Regions from separate parts of the Mus musculus genome. Here regions 1, 2, 3, 4 and 6 are each linked to region 5. Evidence: chromatin contacts called from public HiCAR-type, HiChIP or PLAC-seq and promoter capture Hi-C data. All regions are on one chromosome and are shown on one strand. The core of a region is the stretch at or near the end of the contact, and the rest is flanking DNA. Distances in the headings are between cores, read along the strand shown.

Region 1 (3,154 bases), core at 385-2,884, 2.1 Mb after region 5:
CTCTGCCTCCCAAGTGCTGGGATTAAAGGCATGCACCTGTTTTTGCTGTTAATAGGAAACTTTCTAATGCCAAGTTGATTACATAGTCTGTTATGTTCTATACCCTTGGAAACCAATTGTGTTAGATATCAGTAGAACTGTGTCATTTGCAATAAGCTTGGACCTGAACCAACCACTCAATAGCTCTTCCTGCACCTGTGTATAAACTTTCATGGTATAAGCTGTCCCTAGGATGAACCCCAACATAAGAGAGACACCTGCACCAATATAAGAAATTATTTGGAATAAGACTTTCATTTTGACTAGTGGCCGAGTAAAGTTTAAGTTCCTAAGGCCTATTGGGAATTGACATCCTACTTGGCAGAAAGAAATATGTACATGGGTACTGTGACAAGTTAGGACATGAATGTTAGGTAAGTCAAGTCCCTGCAAGTTGAGTACCCAGATCAATGGGAGCAGGGTACATATACAACAAAGACAAGTTCCTAAGTAAACCCTCTATCCCTAAATCCTGATTGGTGGAATAATTTAGCACAGATGTTTGTGGATTTTAGGCTTAAAAACTCTATATAATCTTAACTGGGGGGTGGGGGTGAGGGTCACAGTTCAGTTCCCAAATGTGAACAGTGGCCCAGCCAATCACATTAGAGATTACCTAATATCCACCCCCCAATAAGAAGGCCCACACACCCTTGACTGCGGACACCATTTCAAAAAATGTGACCCACATACTGCTTGTTTCTTCAGAATAAACGCTCTTTGTCTTTGCATATTATCTATGTCTGGGGTCTTCTTCGGCGATTTTCAGACCGGTACAAATCCATGTTCCCGGAGGCAGCCACTGCTACTTTTATATCCTTTCAAAAGTATTTGAGTAAATCTTTGTAGACATAGGCAAAGACGCATTTCCACATATATTTACAAATGTGTCTGTGTATGTGTTTTCTTTTTACAAAACAAACAAACAAACAAACAAACAAACAAACAGATGTTTAATACTTTTTTGAAGCTGTTCACCAGCAAAGACATTACTCCGAGCTGCTCAAGAACCACTGTGTGTGGACTTTGCTTCTCTGTCTTCAGTGACTTTCTTCCAGGGCATTGTTTTTGCCAGTGTTTCTCTCTCACCGGGGGGTCACCAACATGCTTGTAGCATACAACTCGGGAATGACACAAGATCCTAAGAAACAGGATTTAAAGATACCGCAAATCAGCCCTCAGAGACGAGTTACCTGTTTCTATTCTAATTGACATCTTAAATTATGCTCCTTGCGAAGGGCTGGCCCACTGTACCAAGCTTTCACATTTTGTAATCTGACGTGTGAAAATAGCACCTTATCTCGGAATTACAAGTGAGGTTTTAAGGACCTTCCGATCTATAAGTTACTCGGTCTTTTTTTTTTTTTGGCCCGAATCTAACATGGTGCCCTCCACAGCTACTTCCGTGCTTTTGCAGGAAGGTAAGTGCGCCTGCCTGCCAGCATCAAAGATGGCAACAAGGTGCACATTCTCTCATCTGCGCAGGCTCCGATCGCTCCGCCCCGCCCCCTCCGGATAGCCTTTTCTGGCACCGCTCTAGCCGTCGCTCTCGGTGGGCACGGCCGCCAGCCAATCACAGGGCGTACCGCTCTGCTCCCCTCCCCCTCGCCTCCCGTGGATCAGCTGGGGTACCCGAGATGTCTGTTGACAGCGGTGGCGGCGACTGTAAGGCCGGTTCCGGGATCCGCGCAGGGCGTGGGGTAAGCTGGCCGGCGGGTGGGGTCCTGGCTGGGGAGGCAGGCGGCGGCCAGGCTATAGCAGCGGTGCTGAGCGTTTTTTAAGTAGTCCCTGAGCCGGCGTTTCTGGGTCTCTGTAGATGTGAGTCCTATGGAGCTACACGGGGAAGAGCAGCCGCCGCCGCCGCAGGAACCCTGGGGGAGGCTTCTTCGTCTAGGCGCAGAGGAGGACGAACCCCAGATCCTTCTTTGGAAACGCGAGTGGACCATCGGAAGGAGGAGAGGTGCGGTGGCCAGAGTGGAGTGAGGACGAGGATAAAGGCTAAAGGGGTAGACAGGGATGAAGCATAGGGACCTAAAGTGGGTACCCAACTGAGAGGAGACCGAGGGCCTAGAACAGGATCGAAGACCTAGTCAGAGTGGGTTTAGATGGGGAAACCGACAGGGGGTTTGAAGTGGGAAAAGTACCCGGCTGGCGATACAGAAGCTACTGGAATTCGGGGGGTGTGTGTGTGTGCACTGTTTTTCAACCCCCCCCCCCCCCCATAAAATGGGCTTATTTATTTGTGCAGTTGCTCTTCTGGATGCTTGATGATGGATATCAGTCAGTTCTCAGTACAACTTTGTGAAATAGATCTGTAAATATATCCTTCGAAATACGATCTTGTCCTCATTACTGTACACTTCTCTTTCTCAATGAAATGCAATTAGAAATTATTAACAAAAGGAAAACTGAAAAAAGGTATGTAGAAATTTGACACCACTGTTAAAAGGTTGACGGGTGAAAAAAAATAAACCACAGGGACTTTAGAAAAAATGTTTTGTGACAAATGAGAACAAAGAATATGCTGGAAGACTAGGACACTGTTAAACCAGTGCTCTGAGGGCAACTTATAATGGCAGGGTTTCTATTTGAAAAGATCTCAAAGTCCCAGGAAATAGAATAATTTATTTAATGAACTTAGGAAACTGAGAATTTGAACAAAGTTATACACAGATCCCAACATCGATTGCTTTGGGTCAAGGACATACATTTCTTTTTTTCGTTTGTTTTTGTTTTTGTTTTTTTTGGGGGGGCGGTTATGAGGCAGGGTTTCTATGTATAGCCTTGGCTGTCCTGGAACTCACTCTGTAGACCAGGCTGGCCTCAAGCTCAGAAATCCACCTGCCTGTGCCTCCCGAGTGCTGGGATTAGGACATAGATTTCTATAACTTGTGTCCACCTTATTTTGCTAGGAGGATTGATAAAATCTTACATGAACTGCTTGTGTGTAACCTAGCTTTGGACTCGGAGAGAGCTTAGATGGTAAAGTGCTTGAGGACCTGAGTTCAAATCCCCAGAGCCTATGTAAAAAACTAAGTGTGGTGGTACATGACTAGTCCTAGTTGTGAGGAGGCAGAGACAGAAGGAGCCACGTTTGCTTGCTGGGACTACTTTT
Region 2 (3,276 bases), core at 744-3,243, 2.1 Mb after region 5:
GCTCCCTGAAGTATGCAATATCCTTATGCCTGTGACTGGATAGTGTATGACTTGTCTTTCTGACATCTCAAAGTTTCTTGAAACTCCAAAGTAGATGCTGTCACACCACCCACACATACCATGAAAGCCCGCCTTCATGGTCTTCAGCATCTCAGAAAATTTTATGACCTTGTGACTCGGGTCAAAACCCAGGCATCATCCTTCTTCTCTCGAAGAGCAACTGCATTCTACGTGACAAGAATGAGCTCTGTTCCCACAGCCAGAGTTTGTGCCTGAGCCAGTACTTAACTCTGATCACTGTAGCCTTTGACATCTTTGAAAGATCTGCCTTTCCATTGTCACAGACCCTATGTGGCCATTCTCTAGGCTCACACCGATCTCCCCTCCTCGTGCTACTCGTATTTAACACTCTCCTAGATCTTCATCATGCTCAAACCTCTCGGGCAGGTTTGAAGCATCTTTCCACAGCTATGTTTTCTTTAGAAATTGACTCAGATTGATGAGATGTCTCTACATTTTTTTTAAAAAATTATTATTGTGTATGTATGTGATATGTGTAAATATATATGGTGAGTGTATTAAAGTGCACACGTTGAGATTAGAGGCCAACTTGTAGAGTTGGTTCACTTCTTCCACCACTATATAAGCTTCAAATTGCCAGTCTTATGCTGCAAGTGACCTTGCTTGCTGAGCCACTCACCAGGTTCAGAGAGGTCCTTTCTCAATAATCCATAAGATTGCAGAATGTCTACCCACCTGTCTCTTTATTCAGCTCTGACATCATCTACTCTCTTGTATGTCTGTTTTTTACTATTTCCCTCCAAGAAGTAAGTTTCCTGAAAGCAGACAGCATCTGGCAAAGTCCTTGGCACACAACAGTCCTCAGTAGATACAGCAGGTTCCCCCATCAACCCCTGGACATATAAAGCTGGGACCCTGTCAGTCCTTTTGTCTACCTCAAGACCCTTCAAATTTGTTCATTGACTGATGAGCAGAAACAAAAGGGAAATATCCAAACAATAGGATATTAGCAATAAGAACGAAGCACTAAAAGATGTACAACATGGATACAATTTGAAAAAGAACTCAAAGCTATACAGTATATGAACCCTATTGGTATGAAATGTACAGGCAAGGACACTCAGAAACAGAAATAATGATAAAATCGTAAACAGGAGCAAACTTTACAGCATGTAAATTATATCTTTGTAAAGCTTTGGTCATTTTTATTTGGGGTTGGAAATGTAGCTTGGAGGTGGGGAGGTTACTAGACATGTTCAAGGCCCAGGATACAATCTCGAGCACTGAAAACAAAATGTATACTTAGCATTTTCCCCATGTAGCAGTGGCAATAGTTTAATATTGTGTTGTGAGAACTTCCTCTCCTTTCCTATCTTCACATACTAGAGACTGAACCCAAGAGTTCTGAACTACACCGCAGACGTCTTTTTACCTTTTAAGACAAGTCCCACTTTATAGTCCAGTCAGTCCTCGAGCTTGTGATACTTGTCAGACTTCCTCGTGGCTGGCAATGCAGTCGCGTGGCGCAGTGTCCGGCCATGTATAACACTGGCAATAATACAAACAAGACTGACAAACACTTAGGAACAAGTTGTCAGAACTGTGGTGGAGGCGGTGTCTGGCGGGGAAGCCACGCCCCGGGGGCGTGGCCACGTGGATCGTCATACCCACCAGTCAGAAGGCCGCGAGGGGCGGGAGCGTGGCGAGTCCAACGTCACTACCACCGGAAGCGTTTTTCTTTTTTTGGGGGGGGGGGGAGGGTTGTCCTGATTTCGTCTCTTAGGCTGGAAGTTGTTCCTCTGAAGGGAAGGCACACAAAATTTTAAGTCCACTTTCTGAAGGATATCTCAATCTGTCCGGAGATCCATACCAACCCCAATTTGAAAGTGGCTACTGGCCGCTGAGGGCAGCCTCTCTTCCGGAACGAAGACCTCGCGGACCGTTTGTTTCCGGGGGGTTGCCCGAGACTGGTACCCTGTTGCGCCCCGCCCCTTGCACAGCCACGTCCTACCGGAGCCGCAGGGTTGGGCCGGAACCGGTGAGGGTTTTGGGGGCTATTACTGAGGAGGGTCGGGACCTTGTGGCAGAGGACCGTGGAGGAACTGTTGGGGCAACCCTGGCCGCGCCCAGAGAGGCGTACAGGGGCAAGGCGGATGCAGAGTCCGGTGAGGGTCGCGCAGACTTTGGGTCAGCCGCGGTCAGCTCAAGTCAGTTTTTGCTTTTACTCCGTGGGGTTGGAAACCTGCCTCGCAGCTGGGTTGTCAGTAAATGCAGAGACTGCTTCTGCACCCACGGAATGCGGTCTGCCCTGAGAGCGTTGCTACTGCTGCTTGGTTGGGTCAGCGTGTTTGAAGTCTGCTCCTTTTGCAGTTGATGACGAACGTGACATGGTGGCAAGTCGTACAGTGCGTGGGGGACTTAGGTTGTTTTGATTCTGGTGCTCAGAGGTGTTTGCTGAACATGGTCAGTGGAGTCAGTGACCAGAGAGAGCTAGGCGAACAGCTTACCACCTTCCCACGGGCGCTTACTGAATGTTTATAGAAAAAGAGGCCCTGTTTGTAAAAGGTCCCAGGATACAGTAGTGTTTTGGTCTCTGTTTTCATCACTTTCTGGTGGAGGTATACTGACAACTCAAAACAGTTGAGAGGATTAGGTTTGTGCAACCTTCGGAAGAGTTTACCTTTGAGTCAAGACAGGCCTCCATGACAAGAATCGTTTGTGCAAAATTATTGAGAGGAATGTCTCAAGAAAAGTGAACAAGAAGTGTAGAGACCCTATGGAGAGTCAGTTGTACTTCTGGATGCATGATATAGCCAGATAATGAAAAAAGACACAGCATGTGAGGGGTACAGACATAAGTAGGAACCCAATTAAAGTGGTCTCCGGTCGAGGCTAAGAAGTTTGTATTTTATTGTCAGTAGGACACTGTAAACCATTTACAAATGCCGCCTGACTTTTATAGTCCGTTAATGACTCAGATACAGTGTACCTTGAATGGAAAGAAAAGGAAAAGCCTGGATAGGGTGGCACATGTCTGTTATACCAGCTCTTGGGAAGTCAAGACAGGAAGACCTCAGCCAGCTTGAGGCCCATGCTACATAGCAATATTCTGTCTAAAAAATCCAAAAGCAGATCGGAAAGACTTCTGAGTGGTTGAATGTTATAGAGTCTGATGACCTGAGTTCCCTGGGAGCCCTGTGGTGGAAGGAAAGCATCCACTCTTCAGTTGTCCTCTGCCCTCCACACAACTGTGCG
Region 3 (3,305 bases), core at 676-3,175, 2.2 Mb after region 5:
TCTGTGGGCTGTATTTAAGCAAATAACTCTATGTTGTAGTTTTGTTTTGTTTTGTTTTGTTTGTTTGTTTGTGTTTTTTTTGTTTTTTTGTTTTGTTTTTGAGACAGGGTTTTTCTGTATACCCCTGGCTGTCCTGGAACTCACTTTGTAGACCAGGCTAGCCTCGAACTCAAAAATCTGCCTGCCTCTGCCTCCCGAGTGCTGGGATTAAAGGCTTGTGCCACCACGCCTGGCTCTTAGTTTCTTTTTATGTTGCAAAATGAACAAAAACCAAACCAAACAAAAAATGAGACAAAGGCAACTTAAGAGAACAATGGCTTATTTCAGCTCCCAGTTAAAGGTTCAAGTCCATCAAGGCAGAGAAGTGAAGGCAACAGGAGGTTGAAGGATCTCCTCACAGCACACCCACAATGAAAAGAGAGAGAAAACGCGTGCGGTTCAGCTAGCTCACTTTTTCCACTTCCAGTCAGACACCAACTAGGAATGGTGGCGCCCCTAGTGGGCAGATCTTCCCAGCTCAAAGAAGATAATCAAGATAAGCCCCTCAGGCATGCTTAATTCCTAAATGTTATCAAGTTGACAACTAGCTTTAACCACCACAGCTGTCTTCTAAAAAGCTATAAATCCAAAACTTTTAGTATGGATCATAAGGACCCTCTTGACTTGACCCCTGGTTACCTCTTCCTATCTACTCTCCCTGGTCATTTTCTCCACCAGAGTCCTTCTCTTCACCCCTCCGACATTCTCTGAATTCTTCCCCCAGAACTTTTACACTTACTGTGCCCTGTAAACAACCGCTTCTCTTCTCTGTGCTTCTGACCAACGTCAACAACCCAGGAGAAATTTCCCTAACTGCTCTAAGTTATACATTTATCTGCCTTTTGCGGGGGTGGGGTGGGGTGGGGTGGGAAGATGGACTCGTTCTTCTTAGCTCCGAGAGAAGTCTATGCGCCTGTTCTGATCACAGCTATGTGCCCGCGCACAGGAAGCACTCTGCACACACTTATGGAAAAGCTAAGTTAATACAGAACCTACAAAATGCACTAATGGAAATGAACAGAAACAGGGATATCTCGTTAGGAAACCGAACGATGTAATTCAAAGGGCAGAGTTCACCAGCGACCGTGCCTGGGTTGCTCAGGGTTAGAATGTGTCCCTGACTCGCGGGTCTTCACAACACTCAGACTGCAAAGGCTAACTAATGCTTGGGACCCAACACACAAACAGCACTTACTGGCTAAGCAGAACGGGGTCGCACCTTAAGGAAGAACTCTGCCTTCCTCCACAGCAGTGGTTCTCAACCTTCTTATCGCTGTGACCCTTTAATAATACAGTTAGCTCCTCATGGTGTGGTCACCCCAACCATAAAATTACTTTCACTGCTACTTCTAAACTGTAATGCTGCTACTGTTGTGAATCATAACGTAAATATCTGATATACAGGATATCTGATACGTGACCCCCTGTACAAAGGTCGTTCAACCTTTAAGGGGTTCCCGACGTACAGGCTGAGATCCACTGCTGCTCGGGCAATATCTGAGCTGCTTGGTCTGCAGACGCCCCCTCTCTTAACCTCCCCTGCAGGAGAGTCTCCCCTGTCGGCACCCCTCCTTTTCACCCCACTTCCCAGTAGGCGCCCACCTGCTGACTGCTTTGGTGAGCACCGGGTAGAGCTTTAGGAGCAGCAAGTATTGGGCGAGCGCTCGCTTGGGAAGCGACCCGAGCTCGGATTCCACCCGCAGCCTGGACGCCGCAGGTGCCATCGCGGTCCGGATGTCTAAGTCGCCCCGGGCGCCCACCCAACAGCTAGGCAGTCGGGCACCCGGCCCGGGACACAGGGCACAGGGCGGGGACGGCCTGACATTTTCTGCCCTTCCTCCGCCCTCAGCGAGCCCGGCCGTCCCGCCACGCGCGCGGCCAGCTAGTGCACTCTTTTCCCCCGGTCCCTGCGACCCACCCTCTGCGCTCGCCGGAGGATTGGAGAGCCGAGGGGCGGGGCGGGGCGGGGCGGGGCGATGGGGGCGGGCCCCGGCTAGGTCCATCTGAGGCCGCGCCTTCTCATTGGCCGAAGCCGTAGCCTCGCGAGAGCACGTGGAGAGCGCGCCAAATTCTCCCCGGAGCCTGAGGGAGCTTTGGAGCGTCGCAATGGTCCTGAGGAACAGTGGACGGAGGCACCCCGAGCCGGGCGCGGATGGCGAAGGCAGCCGGTGAGAGCCGGTGTCCTGCTGCCAAGGCGCTGGCGGTAGCCGCGGCCGGAGCAAGCTTGGGCGGGCGCGGTGTCCGGGGGTTCAGGGGTGGGGAAAACAGCGGGCCCGGCGCGCGGCGCGGAGGACAGGGCGGGCTCCCGTCTTCGCCCTGTGTGGTTTCCGTAGTTTTTATTGAGATGCTAAACTCAACTCCGTGGCCCAGGCTGCTTCTCTAGAAATATCTGTGCCTGCCCTGTGACTTGACTAGGGGTGAACATCTATTCTCATCAGACAAGAAGGGAACGGGGAAAGTAAAGGAAGATTCTGTCTAGACCAGCTCGGCGAAGTAAACCAATTTATTAAACCAAAAGCCGAAACCCTTACGCATCACATCAGCAAGAGATTCTAGAGTATGGTGACAAAGGAAACTGATGTGGATATCGTATATAGAGATTGGTGACACTGTGGCAGAATAAGACTCTGTATCAGGGGCTGGTGAGATGGCTCAGTGGGTAAGAGCACCCGAGTGTTCTTCTGAAGGTCCAGAGTTCAAATCCCAGCAACCACATGGTGGCTCACAACCATCCGTAACAAGATCTGACTCCCTCTTCTGGAGTGTCTGAAGACAGCTACAGTGTATTTACATATAATAATAAATAAATCTTAAAAAAAAAAAAAAGACTGTGTATCAGAATGTGAGCACTCATTGAGTGGAAGCCCGGTTAGAGCTGAATAGTGATAGTGTTTTCCTATTATATGTGAAGCTCTGGGTTTGCTGTACAACACCTGCATAGCAGCCAGGGTAATTGACCTGGACCAGTAAGCGGTTCTTCAGTGACAGGTTCCTGAGAGAGTGATGGCCAGGGGGATGAGGAGGAGATGGAGAAGATAAGAGCATTCAGGATCAGGAGGTGTCACACAGAGTGATGGCTCATGCAAGCAAGTTTATTAGGAAGTACAGCATCTTTTTTTTTTTTTGATGTATTTACTTATTTTATGTATGTGAGTACTCTGTAGTTGTCCTGTCTTAAGACACACCAGTCAGATCACATTGTAAATGGTTGTGAACCACCATGTGGTTGCTGGGAATTGAACTCAGGACCTTTGGAAGAGCAGTCA
Region 4 (3,127 bases), core at 77-2,576, 2.6 Mb after region 5:
CAGACTCCATGTCTTTAGGTCCGGATGATTCACAGCACACAGTGGAAAAGAACAGCAATAAAGATGTCTAGGTAGAAGTCTCTCAGACAAGTGAAGGAAGAGATGCTCGCATCAAAGGCCTCTACCCCTGTGCTGTGAAGTACTTTAGAGATGAGAGGAAAAGCTGGGCTAAGGGCTTCAAGACTCACCTTGACCTGGAAGGTGGGATGGGCCAGGAGTTCCTCTAGGCGGTTACAGCAGCTGTGGTATCGATGTCTTATCCACACCTTGTATTTGTATGTGGCTCCCTGGGACCCTGGGGACAGAGTTAGGAGAGCTAACTCACACTCATATTTATGTGTGCCAAGCCTGACCAAGGTCCCAAACTCAGCCCCAATCTTCCGGCTGTTTCTCATCTTCACAGCTGTAAACTATTTAAGATGCCAGACCGGGGCTTGGGAAAGACGATTTCTGAGCCCTGCAAACTGGGAAGGGGGTATTGAAATGTAGTTCCTCTCGCTTTGCCTCAGAACCTGGGTCTCCCCACTAGGACAGAGACAGTATCAAACTCGGAAATGGCGCAAATAAAACATGGGTGTGTGTGTGTGTGTGTGTGTGTGTGTGTGTGTGTGTGTGTGTGTGTGTGTGTGAGAGAGAGAGAGAGAGAGAGAGAGAGAGTGTGTGTGTGTGTGTGAGTGAGTGAAAACGGCTACGTATACGGATTCACGCAGTCCTGGCAAGTATACGGATCTCAACTCGCTTCCTGAGCTACAATGAGTGACTGCGTCGTCCTCCCAGATCGCATGGTCTATGACAAGGCCCTGGCTCGGGGGTGCATCCTAAGTTGACAAGGCGTCCCACCGGAACTGCCTAGCGGAGAGTACCCCACGCCCTCCAGGTCACCCACCTGCCAGGGCCGTGTCTTCGCTCGGCAGCGAGCCCACGAACAGCTCTTCCCGCTCCAGCAAGGTACCGAAGAGTCGGCTGCACGTGCGCACTCCTTCCTCGATTTCCTCGGGCTCCTCGGACTGAACACGGGGAGGCCCCGACAAGGTGACGCTCGGCCCCGTCGCGACTCCCACTGACCTGGCCGCCCCCAGGTCCGCCCCTGCGGCTCACCTGAAGCACAGCCAAGATGTCGAACACCGCGTTCGCTTGGCCACGACTCGTCAGCACTGCCTCCAGGAGGCGGCCGAGCTCTTGCCTGGAGCTCGCCGAAGCTGGGTGCCGCTCCATGCCGCCGCCGCCGATGCTGCTCCCGGTTCCTGGAAACCGAAGTGTGCGCCGAGCGGAGTCGCGCCCGTGACGTCACCCGAGCCTCTAGGTCGCGGGGCGGCGTACGTCATCAAAGAGCGCCGGAGAGGAACCGCGGCGTGGGGCAGCTATGGCGCTGTTCCACATAGCGCGGTACGCGGGCCCAGAGGCCGCGGGGCAGGGGGATACGGACGCAGAGGCGGGCAGCCGGGCTCGAGTGCTGCTCGAGCGGCTGCAGAACAGAGCCCGTGAGCGACAGCAGCGGGAGCCGGAGCTCGAGACCACAGGAACGGCCGGGGAAGGGGAAGCGGCAGCAGCAGGCAAGCGGCGACGGCGGCCCCGACGGCGGCGTCGGGTGAGCGGCTCGGCGACTCCGAACTCGGAGGCTCCTAGGGCGAAGCGGCGGAAAGCGGACAAGGACGTGGACGCAGGTGGGCCGTGAGTGCGCAGTGTGGACGGGGCATGGAGGCTCTCTGTGCTGCTGGGTTGACATCCCCCTACGTTGTGCTGTGTCGCTCAGGGAGAGGTGAGGAGGCTCCGGAGGAGCTCAGTGCCGGCGCAGAGGACCCGGGTGCGAACCCTCAGGAGGATGTCCAGAGACCCCCGGCTCCAGGCCGGGTGCTGGGGGACTTTGCAAGAAGAAAGACGCCGAAGGTGAGTGAGCCTGTGCGCGGTTCTTTTTGTCCTCCCGGGACTCTTCAGTTCTTAGCCGGGGGGTGGGGGGGATTTCGTTTTGTTACGTGACCTTAACTACTGAAAGTGGGAGGTATGCATGGGACACTCTTGAAACTGAAATCCAGACGGATAAGAACTTTTGGGATAAGCCCCGTGGCGTGCCTTGCTGTCCCTGTTGAAAGCAACATTTCTTGGTGCATGAAGACAGTTTGCTGGGTTGGTAGGCTTATAGGCAAAGTATCCAGATTGTGTTTAGTGCACTAGGATAGGGTGTCTGCTGGTCCGGGTGTCTTGTCCAAAGGTTGCCAGAGTGGGAGGTGGTGAAGGGTTGAAGAAAGACTGGTTAGGGTCTCTTAATGTTGTAGTTCCTGGTTTCTAATGACTCCACAAGCCTGGAGCCTTCTGGGGGACGTTTGCGCTGCTTCTTGCTTTCAGGTTCAGCCTTTCCTGCCAGCATGGTTGGCTAAGCCAAGCTGTGTCAAAAAGAGTGTCACCGAAGATCTCACTCCCATTGAGGACATCCCTGAGGTTCACCCTGACCTGCAGAAGCAGTTGAGAGCTAATGGCATCACTTCCTACTTTCCAGGTGCCTAAGCCTTGGACAAATGATGGGGTGAACTCCCCGAGGCAGCTTTCCCTGGGCTGTTAGAGCTGTAGTGTCAGGGTTGTGGTTTAGGGGTCCCCACTACACATCAGATCAGCGAGCTTCCATATTCTTGGGTTCAGGTCCTTGACAATTTTCCAGCCCTGGTGGCATCTTTGTCCGGGAGAATTCCTGGGTGAAATGGTATAACACGGCCTATACTTGACACACTCCTTTCCTTCTCTCCTTCCAGTCCAGGCAGCTGTGATTCCCGCCCTCCTCGAAAGTGCTGACCATGGGTTTCTCATAGGCAGAGGTGGCTACCAACCTAGTGACCTCTGCGTCTCTGCCCCAACGGGCAGTGGGAAAACACTGGCCTTTGTCATCCCCGTGGTACAGGTGAGTATGAGGGCAGATTCCCCGCTGTAGCACAACAGGGAGGGTCCCAGTGGCACAGATGGTCTCTGTCTCTGCAGGCCCTGTTGCATCGAGTGGTCTGCCACATCCGTGCACTGGTTGTACTTCCCACTAAGGAGCTGGCCCAACAGGTATTACAGCTCTGCGTCCAGAAGTCTGTATCCCCATCTCTAGTCGCCCTGCATATACATGCTACTTACCTCTTGACCTCCTGAGTCA
Region 5 (3,208 bases), core at 309-2,808:
GTGTGAGAGAGAGAGAGAGACAGAGACAAGAGAGTGTGTGTGTGTGTGTGTGTGTGTGTGAGAGAGAGAGAGACAGAGACAGAGAGACAGAGACAGAGAGAGAGAGTGTGTGTGTGTGTGTGAGAGAGAGAGAGAGACAGAGACAGAGAGAGTGTGTGTGTGTGAGAGAGACAGAGAGAGTGTGTGTGTGTGAGAGACAGAGAGAGACAGTGTGTGTGTGAGAGAGTCAGATACAGAGACACATGAGAGAGAGAGAGAGACAGAGAGAGAGAGAAAGAGGGAGAGACACAGATTGATATAATGTACTGAATAAAATATACTGTATAATACAAAGCTAGCCATGGTGGCTCAGGCCTTTTAATCCCAGTACTGAGGAGGCAGAGACAGGAAGATCTCTGTGAGCTTGAGGCAAGCCTGGTCTACACAATGAGTTCCAGGACAACCAGAGCTATATAATAGATAGACTCTGTCTTCAAAAAAGAAAAAAAAATGTAGTATAATATGAATATGCCTATTTGCCAGATTTTTCAGAACCTAGGTAAAGGGAACTCTTTTTTGTTTTGTTTTGTTTTGTTTTTCGAGACAGGGTTTCTCTGTATAGCCCTGGCTGTCCTGGAACTCACTCTGTAGACCAGGCTGGCCTTGAATTCAGAAATCTGCCTGCCTCTGCCTCTCAAGTGCTAGGATCAAAGGCGTGCGCCACCACCGCCCAGCTTAAAGGGAACTCTTGAAATATGAGTGAAAGGAATTTAGATCATAAGAGGTATTTCTTCAGAGAGAAAATTCAGTACTGCCTCTGTGACATAATCTGTGATAAAAAGTATATGACTCTGAAAATATTTTCACAAAATAGAAACGTATTACAGGTGTTTCTATAAGTGCTGGGTTGCATTCAAATATAAGTCAAAGATATAAGCATGCATTCCATTTATCAGCTGGGCCTCATATAAAAGCCTGCAATAGTATGAAAGTTGTGTGTTCCTTCAATCAACTGCTTTGCAGGAGGGTATGCTCAAATTTCACTACAATTAGGAAAGGTCACAAAGCAGGTAAACAGGGAAAAAAAAATCTCGTTCATCGTCAGAGGAAAAAAAAGTGAAAATCTCCCATTACAGATTCCAGATAAGTTTGGATTTGGATAGTATTCATTGAACGAAATTTGCCATCCAGGGTCTCCTCCCCACTTAAGGGGATTATAACAGCAGGCCTCTAGGTGAAGGTAAAAGAAAAGTATTTTTTCCAGTTAATAATTTCCTTTCTTCAGAAAGGAAATCACCCCATCAAGATGTACTGAGCAATATCCTATTTCTGAGGGCATTAAAAAAGACCGCACGAAAGACTGGACACGATCTCTCTTTTTAAAAGACCTAGTAAGGCAAGCATCAGCGTCGGGAAGCGCTGCGCTCACTATTGTGTCTGCACCGGCAGCAAGAGGACTTAATTCCACCGCGACGTTAAAGAGTCCCTCTTTGTTCAGCGCTGGTCCGGGACGCAGGGCGCGGTGTTCCTCCGCGCTCGCCGCGCAGGCCCCGCCCCTCTGCGGCTCTGGAGAGCTGCCATTCGGCCCCGGAGTAGCTCCGCGCTCCCAGAATGCACCGCTAGTCCGCGGGAAACCAAAATGGCGAAGGGCTGTTGCGAAGTGGTCTGTGTTTGAGGCCGGTGTGAGCACGCACATTCTCCTTCCTAACCCTCGTCCCCAAGGAACTCGGTGTGTGTGTGCGTGTGCGCAGGGCTCCCGCTGGGGCGGGTGCCCAGGGAGTGCCCGGACTCGCGGGGGAGCGCCCACGGGAACGAGATTGCTTCTATTTTCCTGTATGAAGCGGTTGGCACCACTTAAGTGACCGAATGAGGTGAGAGACCTTGGCCTGGGAACCGACTCTTTGGGAGGAGGTTGGGATGAGGAGAGACGAAAGAAAGGAAGCAAAAGAAAGGGGAAAGATGGAGGCTCCGCTTTGGGCAAGGGAGTCCTGTGTGGGGGTGTTTTTGCATTGATGCATATGTTGAAAGAATGGATCGGGAGGGGTAGTCAGTGAGATGTTGGTAAAAATAGGGACTGGGGGAAGGAGCGGGGCGCCCCGCTCGGGAGTCAGTTGGTGGAATTAGATAAAACGTTGAGACAGGGAAGCTGTGTTTGGAGGGCAGGAAGGAACCTGGGGGCGGGAGACGGTTGGAGGGGCAGGATGAACCTGGTGATGAGGGGGTGGGGAACCGAGGGGAGGAGCCGTCAGAATGCGGGGAGCCTAGTAGAGGGGCTGACTGGCACTTTAAGGGGTGCTAAGGAAAGTAGCAGTTTGGAACCAGAGGGTGCTGGAATTGTGTGGAATTGTGGTAGGGGAATCTAGTGGTGGGCTAGATAGCTAGCGTACGAGGATGAGGAAAATACCCTGGAAAGCAAGCCCTGGAAGCTTAAAGAGAAGAAGTGATAGGTGAATTGATACGGGGAAGAGATAGCTTTTATTTGGAGGCATTTCTTCCGTTCAATTAAAATTTCTTGCCCTGATAATTTGTATTCATCATTACAACTTAGTTACTTACGGCACTAAGGGGTTTAACCAAAATTTTCCAGGATTTCTTAACACATTTCCATAGTGCCAGAACTCTTAACTGTGATTTACAATCTGCAGTCCTTGGTGGTTAATTTTTTCTTTGGCAGAGATGGATTTATTGAGTGGTACGAGAGATTGTGAACAATAGGAAAAGGGGTATGGAATGCTGTTTTATTCTTTAAAACCTTTAACTTTGGTTGAAGATATTACCATGCAACAGTAGTTAGAATTTGAAAACCCAGACAAGCCTGTAATTGACATAGAAAAGTACCTCATGAGATCAAAGTAGAGCTAGAAATATGTTAGTGGTTGGTTGACTCCGTTTTCTCTAGCAGCAAGTACTTTCTCCTTCAAATAGATTCCATGTAATCTTCATAGGAACTTCTGCAGACTGTTTTCAGCCTTTATGTTTTAATTTTTCTTTTGGGAATTTCTTTTTTGGGAGAGAATTGTGGGTAAAAAAACTGATTCTTTTTAGGATGCTGGATAATACTTTAAATGTTTATTTTTTTATTTAATGTATATAAGCACACTATTGCTGTCTTCAGACACATCAGAAGAGGGCATCAGATCCCATTACAGATGGTTGTGAGCCACCATGTGGTTGCTGGGAATTGAACTCAGGACCTCTGGAAGAGCAATCGGCACTCTTAACCACTGAG
Region 6 (3,272 bases), core at 81-2,580, 2.0 Mb after region 5:
AACCTTGGTCGGTGGCGCCATCCTCTCCACGTTCAGGAACACGGACGTGATGTCCTGGCATCCCTTGATCTTTTCTGGAGCACAGGGAGTGGCCCGTCATGGGGTTAGGAGGAGGACGGGAGGCAGTCTGACCCATCCTACACCAGCGCAGGTGAGGCGCATGCCCAGCGGCCAAAGGTGAGGTACCGCTCACCTGTCACGTCCTGAAAGTTGCCCTTGCCGAACACCAGCCTGCTGCCAGGCGCTGCGCTGGGCACCACCAGGGTACTCGCGACCGACCATCCTGGAAGTGCGCGCACCAGGGCGGCCGCCTCTGCCACCTGCCACTCCGCTGTGAGGACACAAGGGTCCATCCAGTCAAGGGCCGAGCGGGAAGACCTCGGACCACGGCGGTGGACAGGGTTAGCTCTGGGATGAAACCGCGCCCGCGCAGAGTCCGCATCCCCCGCCCACACCATGTCCCCACCCTGCAGCTCACATCACAACCCTAAGAAGCTCGCCAGGCCATGATCCAAAGCTCTACCAGGGAAAGGCAGAACCTCTAGGACTCGCCCCCAGCGCCCAATGTTCCCCCCCCCCAGACTCCGCCTACAAATTTAGGATAGTCCCGCCCCAAGGTCCCACCCGGAGCACGCGCAGCCTCACCCATCGGGCAGGCCCAGGTACCATCACATGCTCAGCCAGATCACGCCCCCAGCACGCAAGCTCGCCAGACTCCGACTCCACCAGGAGAGCAGCCACGAACCCAGCACATCCCAGACTATCCACACTCTCTACCGTACGCCCGATGTCCATCATAGTACCCTGCCCCCAGTGCTCCTCCCTCGGCTTCTCCTTCCTTTCTCGTGACTCCGCCCCTTCCAGAACTAGGCGTCACCGCCGCCCCAATTCCCCGTGGCCTTCCTGTATAGCACTAGTAAGTTTCGGCCTTCAGGTCCTCGCCCCTTCCGGCTTCCCTGCTCAATCCCCACTCTCGCCCTACCCGATACCTGTGCTTCGAGGCTTTTTTCCGGCCGGGCGTTTGACGTCAGGATGCAGGACGCAAACGCGCTGTGTATCCAAGGGCAGGAGGGGTGGGGCGCGGAGCAGCTCATCCTCCTCTTCCTCTTCGTCCTCACGGGGGTCCTCCTCGCCCCCACCACGGACGGGACCGCCCCCCGCCCACGCGCTCCCCCAGACCCGGCTCCCGGCGTGGACAGTGCGGACGGGACTTGGCAGGGTCACCGCGGGGCTCCGAACGAGTTGTACGCGGCGCACACGCGGGAGCCAGAACCCCGGGAGCACGGCGGCGCGCAGAAAAAGCATGGCGCGTGCGCGCGCAGCGAGAGACTGCGGGGGCGGGGGAGGGAGAGCAGGGAGGGACGGGAAGAACAACAGGGCGCATGTGCGTGCCGCGAAGGGTGGCTCTGGGAGGATCGAGAGCAGATCGCTTACCCGCAGCGAAAAACTTGGATAGGGGCGGGGTCAGGGAGAAAGGACAGCAAGGCGCATGCGGCGAGGGGCGGGGCCGAAAGGACAATGCCTCTAAAACAAAACAAATAAAAATAAGCCTAGTGGTGGAAGATCTGAATAGAGTTAGTGTAGGCACAGCAATTTCAAAAGGAACAACACAGGACTCAATAGAACTCAGGGTTTGGCCTATGACAACTTTTATGAAGACAATAAAGTTAGGTATAAAGGACATAGGCTATTGAAATAATCTAGCACTGAATGTTAAAATAGAATTCAAATAAGTTATAAAATGTGTTAGCTTTTATGCTTAGTTATAAGAAATTACAAATATTCATGTTTCTGTTGAAACTTACTTGGGCCACAGGAAACTCTCCTCAACACAGAGGAAGATGGAGTCACAGATGGTAGGCTAGAGGATGTTCAGTACCAAGAACTAGAAGGAACTAAATGGAATATATCTGTGACCTGGGATAGCTGCGCGCTCTCTCTCTCTCTCTCTCTCTCTCTCTCTCTCTCTCCTGTGTATCTTTTTTTCAAGTCATTTATATATTTTCTGGAGTGGAGTTGTGGGGACATATTCATATAAAGTAGGAACAAATCAAGCCTTGGGATGTGTGCTGCTGACAATCCATTTAGCTTACTTGCCTGAAGCAGGGAACTAGGGGATACAAAACAAACAAACAAAACAAAACAAAACCCAAGCTGGAGATGTCTCTCAGACTAGTAAAGAGACTGGCTGCTCCACTGAACATAGTCATGATTAAAATAGTTCAAGATGTCACAGCACTGGTTGCTTCTCCAGAGGACTGGGGTTCAGTTCCTAGCACTCACATATTTGGCTCTTCATGAGTATCTTCCTGGATGCAGACAGTAGTGCTGAAATGTCTAATTTGGGTATAGAAGCCAAGAACATCAAGAGATATTTAAAAGTTAATGAATTCTTCCTTTAAATTATCTGCTTTGGGTGACAGAAAGATGGCTCAGGGGTGCGTTTCCAGAGGACACAAGTTTAATTCCCACCACCCACATAAGAGCTCACAACAGTCTTAGGAGGATCAACACCCTCCTGGCCTCTGTAAGCATGCACACAGTGCACAAGCATATAAGGCACAACACTAATATACATGAAATAAACAAATACATTTTAAAATAAAAAAGAGTTTTAAGAAATAAAATAGGACTGGAGAGATGACTCAGTGGTTAAGAGCACTGTCTGCTCTTCCAGAGGTCCTGAGTTCAAATCCCAGCAACCACATGGTGGCTCACAACCATTTGTAATGTGATCTGATGCCCTCTTCTGGTGTGTCTAAAGACAGCGACAAGTGTACTCACATACATAAAATAAATGCATCTTTAAAAGAAGAAGAAGAGGAAGAAGAAGAAGAAGAAGAAGAAGAAGGAGGAGGAGAAGGAGAAGGAGAAGGAGAAGGAGAAGGAGAAGGAGAAGAAGAAGAAGAAGAAGAAGAAGAAGAAGAAGAAGAAGAAGAAGAAGAAGAAGTAGTAGTAGTAGTAGTAGTAGTAGTAGTAAAATGCTTCAGGCCAGTGAGACAATACAACGGTAAGGGCCGAAGAAGAAGAAGTAGTAGTAGTAGTAAAATACTTCAGGCCAGTGAGACAATACAACGGTAAGGGCCCTTGCTGATGACATCGTCTTAAGGGAACATGAAGGCTGGGGGTGGGGGGTGGAGGGGTGGGTCCGGAAGTGAAGCCCATCCTTCAGTCCCAGGCACATTTGCCCCAGTGGATCTCTGGGAAATGTAGTTCTACATCGACACTTCCTCTACTGGGCCACACCGACTCTGCAGCTGTTAGGTCTGCAG

What was found. Promoter capture Hi-C pulls out the DNA fragments that hold promoters and counts their contacts. HiCAR-type assays count read pairs that join an accessible place to other places. HiChIP or PLAC-seq counts read pairs in DNA pulled down with a chosen protein or histone mark.
Region 1: a HiCAR-type map of astrocytes shows a contact between it and region 5, with 9 times the contacts expected there. The contact joins the promoter of Chfr here to the promoter of Mtf2 in region 5. A contact is called at or near these places in 3 of 39 promoter capture datasets (cranial neural crest, liver and maxillary cranial neural crest) and 1 of 115 datasets of contacts at active chromatin or transcription factors (astrocytes).
Region 2: a promoter capture Hi-C map of pre-B cells shows a contact between it and region 5, with 3 times the contacts expected there. The contact joins the promoter of Golga3 here to the promoter of Mtf2 in region 5. A contact is called at or near these places in 4 of 39 promoter capture datasets (frontonasal cranial neural crest, hippocampal neurons, pre-B cells and 1 more).
Region 3: a promoter capture Hi-C map of liver shows a contact between it and region 5, with 2.9 times the contacts expected there. The contact joins the promoter of Pxmp2 here to the promoter of Mtf2 in region 5. A contact is called at or near these places in 2 of 39 promoter capture datasets (the C10 cell line and liver).
Region 4: a promoter capture Hi-C map of pre-B cells shows a contact between it and region 5, with 2.3 times the contacts expected there. The contact joins the promoter of Ddx51 here to the promoter of Mtf2 in region 5.
Region 6: a contact with region 5 is called in an H3K4me3 HiChIP or PLAC-seq map of forebrain, with 13 times the contacts expected there. The contact joins the promoter of Gtpbp6 here to the promoter of Mtf2 in region 5. A contact is called at or near these places in 1 of 39 promoter capture datasets (hippocampal neurons) and 6 of 115 datasets of contacts at active chromatin or transcription factors (embryonic forebrain, embryonic midbrain, embryonic stem cells and 2 more).

What each region holds. Positions count from the first base shown.
Region 1 is chr5:110,134,196-110,137,349 of GRCm38.p6, forward strand. It overlaps Chfr (checkpoint with forkhead and ring finger domains), which reads left to right and starts at 1,635. Exons shown (of 18, transcript NM_001289577.1): 1 at 1,635-1,739; 2 at 1,856-1,999. The coding sequence starts at 1,867.
Region 2 is chr5:110,174,864-110,178,139 of GRCm38.p6, forward strand. It overlaps Golga3 (golgi autoantigen, golgin subfamily a, 3), which reads left to right and starts at 1,994. Exons shown (of 24, transcript NM_001347389.2): 1 at 1,994-2,059. It overlaps Gm15787 (predicted gene 15787), which reads right to left and starts at 1,641. Exons shown (of 3, transcript NR_040431.1): 1 at 1,454-1,641.
Region 3 is chr5:110,284,243-110,287,547 of GRCm38.p6, forward strand. Pxmp2 (peroxisomal membrane protein 2) reads right to left here and starts at 1,926. Exons shown (of 5, transcript NM_008993.2): 1 at 1,642-1,926. The coding sequence starts at 1,763. Pole (polymerase (DNA directed), epsilon) reads left to right here and starts at 2,077. Exons shown (of 49, transcript NM_011132.2): 1 at 2,077-2,207. The coding sequence starts at 2,146.
Region 4 is chr5:110,652,125-110,655,251 of GRCm38.p6, forward strand. Ddx51 (DEAD box helicase 51) reads left to right here and starts at 1,327. Exons shown (of 15, transcript NM_027156.3): 1 at 1,327-1,664; 2 at 1,754-1,887; 3 at 2,344-2,494; 4 at 2,745-2,890; 5 at 2,968-3,039. The coding sequence starts at 1,364. Noc4l (NOC4 like) reads right to left here and starts at 1,258. Exons shown (of 15, transcript NM_153570.2): 1 at 1,099-1,258; 2 at 887-1,007; 3 at 189-295. The coding sequence starts at 1,215.
Region 5 is chr5:108,064,116-108,067,323 of GRCm38.p6, forward strand. It overlaps Mtf2 (metal response element binding transcription factor 2), which reads left to right and starts at 1,559. Exons shown (of 15, transcript NM_013827.3): 1 at 1,559-1,850. The coding sequence starts at 1,846.
Region 6 is chr5:110,106,867-110,110,138 of GRCm38.p6, forward strand. Gtpbp6 (GTP binding protein 6 (putative)) reads right to left here and starts at 1,331. Exons shown (of 10, transcript NM_145147.5): 1 at 990-1,331; 2 at 194-331; 3 at 4-74. The coding sequence starts at 1,305. It overlaps Zfp605 (zinc finger protein 605), which reads left to right and starts at 3,226. Exons shown (of 5, transcript NM_001163996.1): 1 at 3,226-3,272.